Linked DNA regions of Mus musculus: regions 2, 3, 4 and 5 are each linked to region 1. A link is a contact called in public promoter capture Hi-C data. All regions are on one chromosome and are shown on one strand. The core of a region is the stretch at or near the end of the contact, and the rest is flanking DNA. Distances in the headings are between cores, read along the strand shown.

The links. Promoter capture Hi-C pulls out the DNA fragments that hold promoters and counts their contacts.
Region 2: a promoter capture Hi-C map of liver shows a contact between it and region 1, with 6 times the contacts expected there. The contact joins the promoter of Dusp18 here to the promoter of Aebp1 in region 1. A contact is called at or near these places in 1 of 39 promoter capture datasets (liver) and 2 of 115 datasets of contacts at active chromatin or transcription factors (astrocytes and pancreatic cancer cells).
Region 3: a promoter capture Hi-C map of liver shows a contact between it and region 1, with 5 times the contacts expected there. The contact joins the promoter of Mtfp1 here to the promoter of Aebp1 in region 1.
Region 4: a promoter capture Hi-C map of liver shows a contact between it and region 1, with 11 times the contacts expected there. The contact joins the promoter of Sf3a1 here to the promoter of Aebp1 in region 1.
Region 5: a contact with region 1 is called in a promoter capture Hi-C map of liver, with 6 times the contacts expected there. The contact joins the promoter of Tbc1d10a here to the promoter of Aebp1 in region 1.

What each region holds. Positions count from the first base shown.
Region 1 is chr11:5,860,592-5,863,129 of GRCm38.p6, forward strand. It overlaps Aebp1 (AE binding protein 1), which reads left to right and starts at 1,275. Exons shown (of 21, transcript NM_009636.3): 1 at 1,275-1,807. The coding sequence starts at 1,561.
Region 2 is chr11:3,893,976-3,896,513 of GRCm38.p6, forward strand. Dusp18 (dual specificity phosphatase 18) reads left to right here and starts at 1,265. Exons shown (of 2, transcript NM_173745.5): 1 at 1,265-1,542. 4921536K21Rik (RIKEN cDNA 4921536K21 gene) reads right to left here and starts at 1,151. Exons shown (of 3, transcript NM_026150.3): 1 at 865-1,151. The coding sequence starts at 1,112.
Region 3 is chr11:4,094,165-4,096,702 of GRCm38.p6, forward strand. Mtfp1 (mitochondrial fission process 1) reads right to left here and starts at 1,267. Exons shown (of 4, transcript NM_026443.4): 1 at 1,052-1,267; 2 at 225-352. The coding sequence starts at 1,118. It overlaps Gm51935 (a long non-coding RNA gene), which reads left to right. Exons shown (of 3, transcript XR_003949843.1): 3 at 490-578.
Region 4 is chr11:4,159,093-4,161,630 of GRCm38.p6, forward strand. It overlaps Sf3a1 (splicing factor 3a, subunit 1), which reads left to right and starts at 1,262. Exons shown (of 16, transcript NM_026175.5): 1 at 1,262-1,458; 2 at 1,954-2,075. The coding sequence starts at 1,396. It overlaps Ccdc157 (coiled-coil domain containing 157), which reads right to left and starts at 1,201. Exons shown (of 12, transcript NM_001164620.1): 1 at 1,067-1,201.
Region 5 is chr11:4,185,568-4,188,105 of GRCm38.p6, forward strand. It overlaps Tbc1d10a (TBC1 domain family, member 10a), which reads left to right and starts at 1,266. Exons shown (of 9, transcript NM_134023.1): 1 at 1,266-1,532. The coding sequence starts at 1,324.

The DNA.
Region 1 (2,538 bases), core at 25-2,524:
CACTTGGGAGGCAGCAGCAGGTGGGTTTCTGAGTTCGAGGCCAGCCTGGTCTACAGAGCAAGTTCCAGGACAGCCAGAGCTACACAGAGAAACTCTGTCTCAAAAAAATCGAATAAACCAGAAAGGTGGTCCATTTAATATGCGTATAGTAAGTTGTGGACACGGAGTTCCCCTGCTGAGTCAGACAGCTAGGAGGGCTAAGATGGGTTAGACCCTCCCCCCCACACACACACACACACTCACACACACATCAGTTCTTGGCATAGTCTCCATGCTTCCTCAAGGAGAGCCAGAAAGGAGACTGCCGGGAGGGGCTTGCCTACTCCCTGAGAGCAGTGGGTTACAGAGCCCAGTACCCGAAAATTTCCCCTTTTTCTCCCTGCTCATGCTGGACAGAGAGGGTGAGGGTGAGGGTGAAAGACTGAGGAGGTGGCATCGTGTTGGTGTTTCTTGACCTGCTTTTTCTTTTTTCTCTTCCAGCTGAGATGTAAACTTTCCCATGTCAATCATCTGGGGGTCGCTATTCTTTTTTATCAGAGTGCCTCCCCACCTTGGTTGAAAGCTGCCTGCCACTGCCCTGGACCTATGGCTGCTACAAGCCCACGTTCACATCTTTAATCCTTCATGGGTAAATGCTCTGGCATTCCTGGGCTTAGCTATGATGGCCATTATGAGCCAGCCAACGTTTGTATTCTAGAAGCCATAGCTGAAGCTGTTGTAAACAATTTGTTGTTTTAACCGCTTCTGGTCAGAGGAAGGAGAGAAATAGCTATTACTCCACATTGGGACCTGAGCCCTGAGCTCTGAAGTGGGGCTCCTATCTCCATAAGGACAGCAGCTTGCTGAGAACAGCTTTTCACAGCCTTCCTCGCAAAAATTGGCTCCAAAGACCTGGGATGTTGGTGATAACTGGACAAAGGTGACACCTGTGCAAGCACACAGCAGGTGACACTTTGAAGAGCTAACCTCCAGAAAGTGGAAAGGAGGTGATCGCCAGTACCCTCGAGGGCCCTACTCCCTCCCTCCCCTAGCAATCTCCCTGGGCTCAGAGCAAAGGGCACAGCGGGTTAGAGCACAGGTCTCCTTAGACTCCGCACACTCCCTTCCCCATAACTGTTGCATTCTTTTCTCCCAGGCCTTCCTCCCCGCTAGGCGCCCTGCACCCAGACCCTCTAAACTGGGCGCTGACGCTGCTATTAGTCTGGGCTCCGTGCTGCTCCGCCTCCCTCCCCCGCAGCCCCCGGTCCAAGGCCGGCTCCTCCTCCTCCCCCTCCGGAAACCCGAAGCCCCCGCCCCGGCCAGGCCGTCGCAAGCGCTCTGGAGGGCGGTCCGCGTGAGAGCCAGCCACGCGGGGCAGGAGCGCCCAGTTGCTGCCGGAGCTGGGCCCGCCAGAACCTCTCCTGGAGCCCCTTGCTCTCCTTGAATCTCCCTTTCCCACCGCTTTCTGGATACCCTTGACGCCCACGTTCCTCGCGCCCTTTCCCGCCCCTACGCGGGGCGCTGCCCCTGCCACCCAAGTCCCTGCTCAAGCCCGCCCGGCTCCCGCGCGTGCCCAGAGCCATGGCTCCAGTGCGCACCGCATCCCTGCTCTGCGGCCTCCTGGCACTGCTGACGCTGTGCCCTGAGGGGAACCCACAGACGGTGCTGACGGACGACGAGATCGAGGAGTTCCTCGAAGGCTTCCTTTCGGAGTTGGAGACCCAGTCCCCGCCCCGGGAAGACGACGTGGAAGTCCAGCCGCTTCCCGAACCCACCCAGCGTCCCCGCAAATCCAAGGCAGGGGGCAAGCAGCGGGCAGATGTAGAAGGTGAGAACCTGGTGACATGGGTGGCCATGGCATCAAGTGAGCATACAGGGGCTCTGGAGGGTCTAGCCACTTCCCATGCTGCCCCGTGAGGAATGTCTCTCCAAGGCAACGCAAGGCAACACACTGCCAGGCAGCAGTTCTGTCCTGGAGTTTGGAAACCTGGAGGTGTGTGTTCAGCATAGGGTGGCGCTGGGCTTTTGAGGTCGCCCAAGTTGTTCATCCCAGGTCTCAAGAGAGTGTAGGTTTGGACGAGTGGGAAATTGTGATTCGCCTCTCCGAACTGGCCCTAGTCTCTTAGTGGCAAGCTTCAAGCCTAGGCATCTGCTTGCCTCCTCTTCTCCCACAGGAACACAGACAGGGGAGCGGGGTGAGGAAGACTTCCAGGTGAAAGTGGGCAGTCTGAGATGGTCAGAACTAAGCGAGGTGATAGCATCCCGGAGGCATGCAACCCCGAGCCTCTTATGCAATCGTTGTCAGTAAATCTTAGCTGTTTTTCATGGCCCTCTGGAGAGTGGCAACGGATCTTGTGATCTCTCTCCCAGGAGACTGTAAGGCACCATTCATCATTCCTGAGGTCAGCCACTCCCCCTCCGGCCCCCACTGCTGTAGATCTGTCCTGCTCTCCCTACCCTCACCTCCCTGCACACTTTGCCTCCAGCAACCAAGACGTTCTGGACATTGCCAAGTGACCCTGCTCCTGCTGCATGTTTTGCTGTATTCCCTGTGTTTCA
Region 2 (2,538 bases), core at 15-2,514, 2.0 Mb before region 1:
TGGCCTAGAACTCCCTCTTGAACTGAGAGTGACCTTGAATTTCCAATCCTCCTGCCTCCAGCACCTGAGTGCTTGATTACAATCGTGTGCAACCACGTTCAGTTAAGAAGAAAACAAAGCACCTTTAGGGGGATTCTAATAACGTTCTCCAGTTCATTTTCCTATGAGTTAGGAACAACTGTGGTCAGGCTGTGCTTGCTAATACAAAGGAACGAACATTGAAAGCTACCCAGTTCCACTTTTCTGGTTTTTATGCAGGATGACTCAACATACCCAGGTGCGGATGGGAAGACAGAGTCAACGGTCAGGAATTTACACACAAGTCTAAGTCCTATTTTCAACCAAAAAGAGACTAAATATTTAAAGACCCTCTTTACTTAGTGATGCACCAAATTTATCAAGTAATAAATACTGGTCATTTTTGAAACAAATTGTGTTTCCATAATAAATCCTCTGTAGGACTTGTTACATCCTTGGCTGATGCCGGTTGAAGAAGGGGGACAGGATTGGAGTCAAACATTGGGGAACTGAAGGCTTTTCAAGGACGCTGGAGAATGGGAAGGCCTGGAGTTGCCAAGTCGATTGGAGCCTGAGACCAATTGCAGACGTCAAGCCTACACTACGCCAGGGTCAGGATTCATTCGGAAGGCTAGAAACGGGACAGTGCCTTCGGCCCAGAAAACGGGCTTCTGAAGGTCCTACGGGTTGGCCTGAGTCTGAAAAATCCTGCGATCGGAGACATTGCTGCGATCAGAGGAACATCTAAGGGCGGAGGTTGGGGGGGGGACACGGCTGGAACAAAGTGAGTCGGATTCCCTTACGGGGTCCCGGGTCTGACAACTGCTTTGTATACCCGAGCCACACCTGAATAACAACTTGGGGAGTGGGGACCGCGGCCGCAGGAAGTAGATCTGTGGTTGGACGTGGAGGCCAAGATCCGGCTGGCTGTCCAGTCTCTCGCGCCGGAAGTTCGAACCAGAAGCGGTAGTCTCTTCGGTACCTTTCCTGTAATCCGAGCCCAAGTCCCATTTGACTGAAGGCCTTCTGGGCTGTGTAGCGGTCTCTGACTGGCTAGAGAGCGACTCAGGAAAGCTAGCAAGACCTAAAACCATGGTGGAAAGACACGCGGTCGCAGAGCAACTATCTACACTGGAGTGCGTTGCCTGGGAGACAACCGGCAAGCAGACCGCGTGACAGTCTTTAGGCGTTCTTTGTGAGGCTCTGTTGGGCGTGTTGCCTAGGAGACGAAGGGTGAGTGGGCGGGGCGTGCAGGCGGTGGGTGTAGCAATGGTCCTTCTGGCTACTTGGCGCATTTCTGTGAAGACAGGCAGCCCACCCAGCTTTTCCCAAACGCCTGGGAACTGCGTAGTCCTTCGAGGTACAGAATCAGTCGCGGGGTCCCCCTAAGCCCCGAACTGCCCATTGTTCCGCGAGGAGAAGCCGTTGCTACCAAGGTCCGGAATCATGAAGGGCCCTCTCTTTCTTGGAGAGGGTCGTCCGCGGCTCTGCCCTGAAAGATTTCGGGGGCACTGAGGGAAGGAGGTAAGATTGTTTGAGTCTTGTCACCACGTAGAGAGGCCAAGCTTCCTAGGCTTGTTGTGGCACCTTCCACTCATCTACTTGTGGACTCTGTTCCACGTTTATAACCCAGAATTTAACCAGCGCCCCACCTATATTTGCCAACTTTCTCCAGAAAGTGTAATCCACCAGAAATATCAGCCTTCAGAACTTGCTGTCTAATGATGAACAAAACTGGTTTTCCTCGAGTCTCAGGTTTCACGGCTACAAATTAACTAGATGCCAAAAGCCTGGTTGGTTGTAAAATGTAAAAAATGGAGATGACGTTTCTGTTTCCTCTCCTCCCCTCTCCCCCCCCCTCCCCCTCCCCCTCTTGAAACTCTTGAAAGAGTTCCAGTAGTCTGGTCAGGAACACCACATCTTGCTTCAGCTTCCAGGTCTGCTCTACCATGTCCTACTGTCTGTGATCGCTTCTTACTATCTTTGCAACTCTATAACAAATGCCTTTATTTGTCATTCCCACAAGCTTTGCATTTTAACTTTACCTCTGAAGGGACTGAAGAGAGCAGAAACAAAACCAAATGTCACTTGGAAGTCACATTCCTTGGAAGGCAGGAACAGGGAGACAGAACAGTGGAAAAATAACTGATTGGCCTGAGGTTACCTGAATGACTTTTCATTCTGAGAGGATAAGTTAGGCCATGACCTTATGCTAGCTGAAACTGGCCTGCCTGGGAAATCCTGATTTCTCAAAGGTTAATTTTAAGAAAACAGCTTTGTTTCTGTGACAAGGAAAAAATTAAATCAAAACAAACAAACAAAAAACCCTGTAGTTTGTTTCCTCAGCTCTTTGTTGGGGGGCAGGACCCATAAAGCAAGGGCCCCACCTTTCTCTTCTACCTCCTGAATGCTGCAGTTCCAGGTGACCATCACCAAGGCTCTTTTCTACTTGCTCTCAGTTGACTTTGAGGTCATTAATGTTGGAAGTCACACAGCTGAGCAGAGAACATGAGTTTCCAC
Region 3 (2,538 bases), core at 17-2,516, 1.8 Mb before region 1:
GCTGTACTACATTCAGGGTTGGGGGTGATTTGCCCACATCCAGGAGAGGTACCAACTGTCACCTCCTACCCAAATGGTTTGGTCGGGTGGGGATGAACAATCCTACAAACAAGATTAGCTTATGGACTGCACTATGAGACGCTAACGGGGATAGGGCTGTCCCCACTGCAAGACTGCATACCACCCACACTAGGATGGGTTGGAAAGGGTTAATTAACACTCACCTCTCCTGCCTTCTTGCCTTTGTCTATGGCATCGGCCAGGACATAGGAGCTGGACACACCATAGCTCAACCACACCACAGCTGCAGGAACCAGCGAGCGGAAAGCCTCCCCCACCTCATTGGCGTAGCCTGGAGGGAAAAGGCATTTAACTCTCTGGCCCTTTCCACAAGGGGGCGCTACACAGAAAGCTGCTTCTAACCCTAACCTCTTAAACTACAGTGCGGCAGGTGACCTCAGTCAAGTAACTTTACCTTTTGGTTTCTAGGCCCGCGGACTGACACCGACAATGAAGTTCATGGCTCACTGATCAAAGTCCCCAGCCGTGGTTCTGGGGATCTGCACCAGGGAGGCGACCGGAGGCCACCGAATCACTGAGGGTGGGCTCCACTGACCAGTATCAAGTGCCAGGTCTTTTAAGGCCTTACCTCAGCCCGCTCTTACAGTCAGCACCCGACAGGAGTGCCTCGCATTCAGCCCTTTTTACAGAAGAGAAAACTGAAGCTTAGGAAGAGCCTGGGAAAGGCAGACTTGCTAGGAGTCCAGATCCTCTGACGCCATGGCTAGTGCACGGTCATGGCAGAGGGCAACCCACACACTCGGTTTGTGCCTCCAGAAGAGCCCCGTGGACAGATCTGAACCAACAGGGTTGTGTGACCTTGGACAAGTCCCTAGCCTTCTCCTGAGCCCTGTCTCCAGGCCAAGCCGAATAAGAACTAAGCCCCTTTTCAGACTCCAGATCGGCAACCCGGTCCATTGCTTCCCCCCCCCCCCCGCCCCCAGCCCCTCCGGAGTGGTGGGGTCGCTGCGTCTGTCACTCCCACGCTCACCCAGGTAGCGCACCCACGTGTCCCGGTAGAGGTCGCGCTCGGCGCCCTGCCGCTGCTGCTCCGACATGACTTCCCCGGCAAGGTTGGAGTCGCTGCAGATTAGAGTCTCACCACAACTGTGTCTCCACTAGCACTTGGCTAACACCAGGCAAGAACCCGCCAGTAGTCCGAGGCTGAAGGACGGGTCCCGCTATCGCTAACGCCACTGCAGGGAGTGTCTGAAAATTGCCTTATACAACATCCAAGCCCCTCTCCTAGGCTTGGGTTTTGCAGACAGATGGTCTTGTTTTCTCTGAGCAGTTAATGCAAAACTCTCCCAGACATGACTAGTTTTTGGAGTTAAATAGGTCAGAGTTCCAATCGGAGAATGGAATCTTCTTAGGTGTGCGGCTTCTAGGAAAGGTGTATTTCTCTGAGCCGCGGTTCGTGTGTAAATGGGAGGCGTGCCAACATTCACTGCCTTAGACAGTCGCAAGGACTAATTAATTATAACAGTCATCATGTGTCCAGTAGACTCAAGTTTGCTTCCTTAAGCTCTGGCACTAGCGTAGGGTCCTACTTTACAGTAGGGAAATAGAGACACAAAGAGGACAGCCACTCTCCTGACTCATGCAACTGTTAAAATGGAAAAGGGAGCTAGGGAGTTATTACAAGGGGCAAAAGCACTCTGAATCCTCTGGGATTTCAGAGGGGCAATGCTATGGCCCCTAGAGACAAATCCTACTTGGGCCGCCTAGTAGATGTAAGCCACTTACACACACACACACACACACACCGCCCCTCCCCCCACTCCCCACCCCGGTCCCAACGACCACGTCTGTAAAGCAAAATGGGTGAGAATGGAGAGATGGCTCAGTGGTTAAGAGCGCTTACAGCTCTTCCAGAGGGCCGGAGTTCCAGTCCCAGCATCTACACGGGTGTCTCACAGCCATCTGTAACTCCATCTCGGGGGAATCTGACACTTCTGGTTTCCACAGGCAGCACCCACCTCCCCCAAACACACACACCTATACATTCACACATGAGACACACAGATAAATTCAAATAAATATGGCCTTAAATCTCTTATAAGCCAGGCATGGTGTTGCATGCTTTCATCTCAGAATGTAGGAGGCAGAAACAGGTAGTATTATGTGCGTTCGAGACCAGCCCTGTCTACACAGGGAGTTTCAGGCCTGGTTGGAGGCTACACAGTACAAAAAATATCCAGCTAGGTAAGAACAGGGTCTTATCTAGCTTTGCACAGTTCTTTTAGCTTTTTTAGATCCGAAAGGTGTATACCGACTCCCTTCGGAAGCCAGTGTTTTCAGCCCGTGTCTTCTTGAAACTTGTGGGTCACCGGGGACTGAGCCCGGCGCGGGTGGGAAGGTAGAGTGCTGGAGCGGAATTAGGAGACGGTCCCTAAAGCCACGTGACGCTAACCCTCGGCCTCCCTCCCATTTAGTACCCGCTGCGCCGGTCACCGCGGGAGAACCGCCCAACCCGTC
Region 4 (2,538 bases), core at 12-2,511, 1.7 Mb before region 1:
CCACACATGATCTTTTGGGGATCCTCTAAAGGGCTGGCATCACTTCTCCAGCTCTGCCCTCTGAAGCACTCTAGGCTCTGCTTGACTCCAGCCAACTGCTGCTGCTGTTCCTGGTTATCATCTTATCGTACTGGCATCTCCAATACACTGGGGTCTACCACTGCAACTAGGCTTCACCAAGAGCCTCTCATAGGCTCTCTTCATGGGGCAAGCCTCAACTCCTTTGCATGACCCCTTCAGTCCTGGGCCATCAACTGTAACTGTAACTGCACCTTCACCAATGGCCTTCCCTGGCCTCTCACGGTGCCAAGCCTCAGCTGCTCTTCATGACACCTTCATGCCTTCAAACTAATACTGCCTGGGTAACTCTTACACACTGCCAAGTACAGCTGCAGCAACAACCATGGCTATCTCTGGAACACAGCTTCTTTGTGCTCTCAGAAAACACTTCCCAGAAGATTTCACCTCAGTGATGCTGGTCTCGTCTTAATCACTAATTTCTTAGCTCCAGCTAACCAGCATCAACTGTCCCAGCAATCCCTTCTACTCTAGACTCTAAAGCCAGAGCCACACAGCCAAATTCTGCTTCCTGTGGCTGGAACCTGATCCCCTTTATTATCTTACCAGCTTTCTGTTTTTCAACTCCCTCACTGCCTAAGCTTGGCTATCCTGAAACTTGCTCAGGAAATTGACTTTGAACTCAGAGATCTGCATGGCTTTGTCTCTTGGGATTAAAGATATGTACCACTACGCCTGAATTATGCTTTTCTTCATCTAGAACTTGCTCTGTCCCAGGCTGGCCTTGAACTCAGATCTGCTTCGTTTTTTGTCTCCTGGAATTAAAGGTGTTAGCACCATGTCCTGGACTCTGTAAGGAGGGATGCAGAGGAGGTGGTGCTGAACCAAAAAATGGGGCTAAAGGTGTAGTAAGTGGGACTCTATGGCATCTTCAAAATGCCAGGCCAAACAGGAAAGAAACAGGGGCGAGGGGTGGGGCGCTGAGGGGGCGAGGAACCGGCCAGAGTCAGGAGGGAAGTTCAGAGTCAGAGGATGTGGAATGGCTTACCTGTCTCCGGCGTCGCAGCCTCAGCTCTGTGTCTGTCTGGCTCACAGAACTTCCTCCAGAGCGTCTGAGGCTCCGAGAATGCCTCGCAACTCTAAGTTGGGAGCCCAGGCCGCTGCCTTGGCAACGGCGTACCGCGCCACGGAGCAGGCGGGGCGGGGCTGGAAGTGCGAAACGGCGAGAGGGCGGGACCGGAAGTGCTCCCGCGGCTTCTCTCTCTGGGTCGCCGCCATCTTGTCATTGAGTTGGATACTTCGTGTGGTGATCTTTAATCTTGTCGTCGCACCGGTTGTCGCCACCGAGGTGGACTGGCAGCCCTGAGCGTCGCAGTCATGCAGGCCGGACCCGTGCAGGCGGTACCCCCGCCGCCGCCAGTAGCCACTGAGTCCAAACAGGTATCGTGCCCCGCGCTCCCTGCCTGCAGGCCTGCTGGAGGCCTCGTTCCTCCCCTCCGCGCGGGCGCTGTGGCACTGCTGCTGGAAGCTCAGGCCACCCCGAAGGACATGGAGGGACTGCAAGTCCCAGGAGTCAGCGCGCTGAGTTGCCTTCTGGTCTCGAAAAAGATATCCCTAGAACCGGACTTTTCAAAACCAGCATGCGGACCTGCACCCCCGGCTTCCTCTGGGGTCTTATGTGAACCACGAAGCCTCCATTCAAAAAGAGGAGAGCTAAGCAAATCATTCTTTCCCCTAGATTAGGAATGGCTGCGTAAATACAGTATGGCTAAGGAAACTTGCCCTGTTTTGTTTTTAACTGCGTCCTCGGATGCTAACCCAAGAGAGTCTGCAGTCTACAGGACAGACGTTCCTGTCAGTATCATGGAGCGTTTATGATAGCCTAATCCGAGCCGGGGACTTGAAGCCCTTACTACCTTTTCTCTGTTTTCACAGCCAATTGAAGAAGAAGCATCGTCAAAGGAGGATCCCACCCCTTCCAAGCCAGTGGTCGGCATTATTTACCCTCCCCCGGAGGTCAGGAACATCGTCGACAAGACTGCCAGTTTTGTGGCCAGGTAACAGCTGCTTCTGCACAGAGGGAACTTGTAGTATAAAGGTCTTTTAAAGCAGCACAGGGGCATCATGGGGAGTTCTAGAGGCTCTGGCTTAGACTCCTTACTTCTTCCAAAACCACAGGAGAGCAATGAGGTAGGTGATAGATAGGACTGGTATGGTTGACATACCACAACAGTAATCGCAGTGAAAGCCATGCCTAGCTGTGTAGTCACTAGGAGTTTCTGCTTCCAAAACAAGTCTGTGGAAATTCCTGGTAGCTTCTTTGTGGCTGCTGATGTGCATATGCTGTGTTAACCTGAAGAAAGAAAAAGAAGAGTTGATTATTCTCATTGTGAAAGGACGACTTTCCCAGAGCCTCAGCTGAATCCAGAGCAAGCTGTTCAGCATGTTAGCTAGTTTCCAGGCAAGGTGAACATTGGTCAGGATTCCTCAACCTCCTCATCCCACATACTTCTGCACCCT
Region 5 (2,538 bases), core at 16-2,515, 1.7 Mb before region 1:
CCTGGAACTCACTTTGTAGACCAGGCTGGCCTCAAACTCAGAAATCTGCCTGCCTCTGCCTCCCGAGTGCTGGGATAAAAACCACCACGCCCAGCTTTGTACTTTTTTTTTTTTTTTTTTTTTTGAGATAGGATTTTTATTTGTAGCCCAGTCAGTCTGTCCGGAACTTGTAAACTGTTTTAGCCTACAGAGTACAGGCATCTGTTATCATGCCTAATTTATCTTTAATTTTTATGTATTTGTGCATGTGTAGGTGTGTCGGTGGGGTGATGGAATTTAAATATAGGAAGTATGTATATACCTTAAATAGATGGAAGTGGTGGTATGCTAACCATATTTCAATAAAACTATTGGGGAGTCAGGCAGGATAGCCCACATCTGTAATCCCAGCACTTGGGAGACAGGGAGGGCCCTAGACTACATAGTAAAGTCAAAGCCACTTTGGAGACCCTATCTCAAAGAAAAACAATACAAATCAACCCTCACCAGAAAGGTGTTGGGAAGAAAAAGGTAGAGCTTAGGTCTGATATATATATATGTGTGTGTGTGTGTGTGTGTGTGTGTGTGTGTATGTGTATATATATATATATATATATATATATATATATATAATTTGGTTTTGGGTTTTGGTTTTTCGAGACAGTGTTTCTCTGTGTAGCCCTGGCTGTCCTGGAACTAACTCTGCAGACCAGGCTGGCCTCGAACTCAGAAATTCGCCTGCCTCTGCCTCCCAAGTGCTGAGATTAAATTAAAGGCGTGAGCCATCTTGCCCGGCTGTTCTGTATTATTCTTATAGGGTCTCCCACGAGCTAATTTGCATCCCCCTAAGCAGAACAGCCAGGTGGTTCAGATCCCTAAGCCCACTTGCGTCTCATCACTGTTCTTGAAAATGACCTGGCGAAGTAGCGCTACCCACGACCCTGTTTCCCATGGAGGCAGAGACCTTAGGACCTCTAGGGAAGCCCTAGACCTTCTGCCAGAGAGCAGCAGCAGGTGACACACCAGCTCCGGGCCAACCCGGAAAAGCCAGACGAGCTAGTCCAGGTGAGTTTTTGTGATTGGCAGCCAGGGAAGGCGGGCCCTTGGTGACGGTTGTCCCGCCCCCTCACGTCGGTCCACTTGGCGCCAGGCTGGAGGAGGGGCGAGGCTCGGGACCCTCGGCACCCATTGGGCGCGTGGTGGGAGCTCCCTGGGTATCCGCCCCCAGCTTTGTGGCAGCCAATGGGCACAGTGCGTGGGAGGGGCGTCGGCAGCGTCGGCGGAGGCCGGGCGGCTCAGGCGGCTGAGGTGGCCGCTGGCGCTCTGGTGGCGGGCGCGGCCGATATGGCGAAAAGCAGCAGAGAGAATGGGCCGCGCGAGCCCGCAGCAGGCGGGAGCCTGTCTGGGACCCGGGAAAGCCTGGCCCAGGGCCCCGACGCCGCCACCGCCGACGAGCTGAGCTCGCTCGGCTCCGACTCGGAGGCCAACGGCTTCGCCGAGCGCCGCATCGACAAGTTCGGATTCATCGTGGGTTCGCAGGGCGCCGAGGGCGCGTGAGTAGCTCTGGGGTCTGGGCCGGGCGCGGGACCAGCACAGGCGTGGGCCTGACCCACCAACGTGTCTCCACTGTCCCAACCCCACAGATACGCCGCAAGCGGCAGCCTACTTTCTACCTACGAACAGAAAGGCCATTCCCTTCCTCCTGGTCTTCCCCAAACCGACTGATCCATACCCTCCAAGGAGAGTATCCCCGATGGGGGTTTCCCATCTCCAGCTCATAATCTCGCAGGTTACTCTGGCCTTAAAGCTTTGCCACCCCCTGACACGCGCACAGATGGCTGCCCCATACTTTGCCCACAGCTATTCTCCATCTCCCCCTACCCCACAGAATCCTTGTCTCGCCACCTCAGTATCGGCACCCCAGGAAATCTTAAGACTTCAGGACTCCGAGCTATTCCAGGTCGCGCTAACCCTTACCTCCAGACACATATCTCAGAAGGATTGACACTGGCCAGCCCCCTCCCAGAGGGTCCCATCTTGACTCCCAGTTTCTTTTCATCATGGAAAGGTCTCTCCTCATTACACACCCTCTGCCAAAAGGCAGCTTTGTCCATTGTCACAGGCAACAGGTGGGCCGACACTCCTTCCCAGTAGTTATAGGGCACCTCAACTCTAGGACTCCCCTGTCAGCTTCATCACAGGGGAGCCAGCCAGTAGACTCCCAGGCTGCCGTGTTTATGTCCTTCCTTCCCAAATCCAGATCTAGGACTGGAGAAGGAGGGAGACAGCACCCCACCCTTGAGCTACCAGGTACCCAGCTTTCCATTAGAGAAAGCTGAGGCAGGAGTAACACCTTCCCTCCAAGCTGAGCATGTTGGGCTACAGATTTGTACACAGCAGAACCCCTAGAAGCCCGCCCTCCCAGAGACTGCGGATGCGATCTGGTGGTCTCTTCAGGAAGATGGCCTCTAGATCCTGCTTTCATTCCACTTGTCTTGTGATAGGAGACTAGCGCCATACCCAGAACTGACAAGCCTCCCTGTCATAGTGTACCTCCCA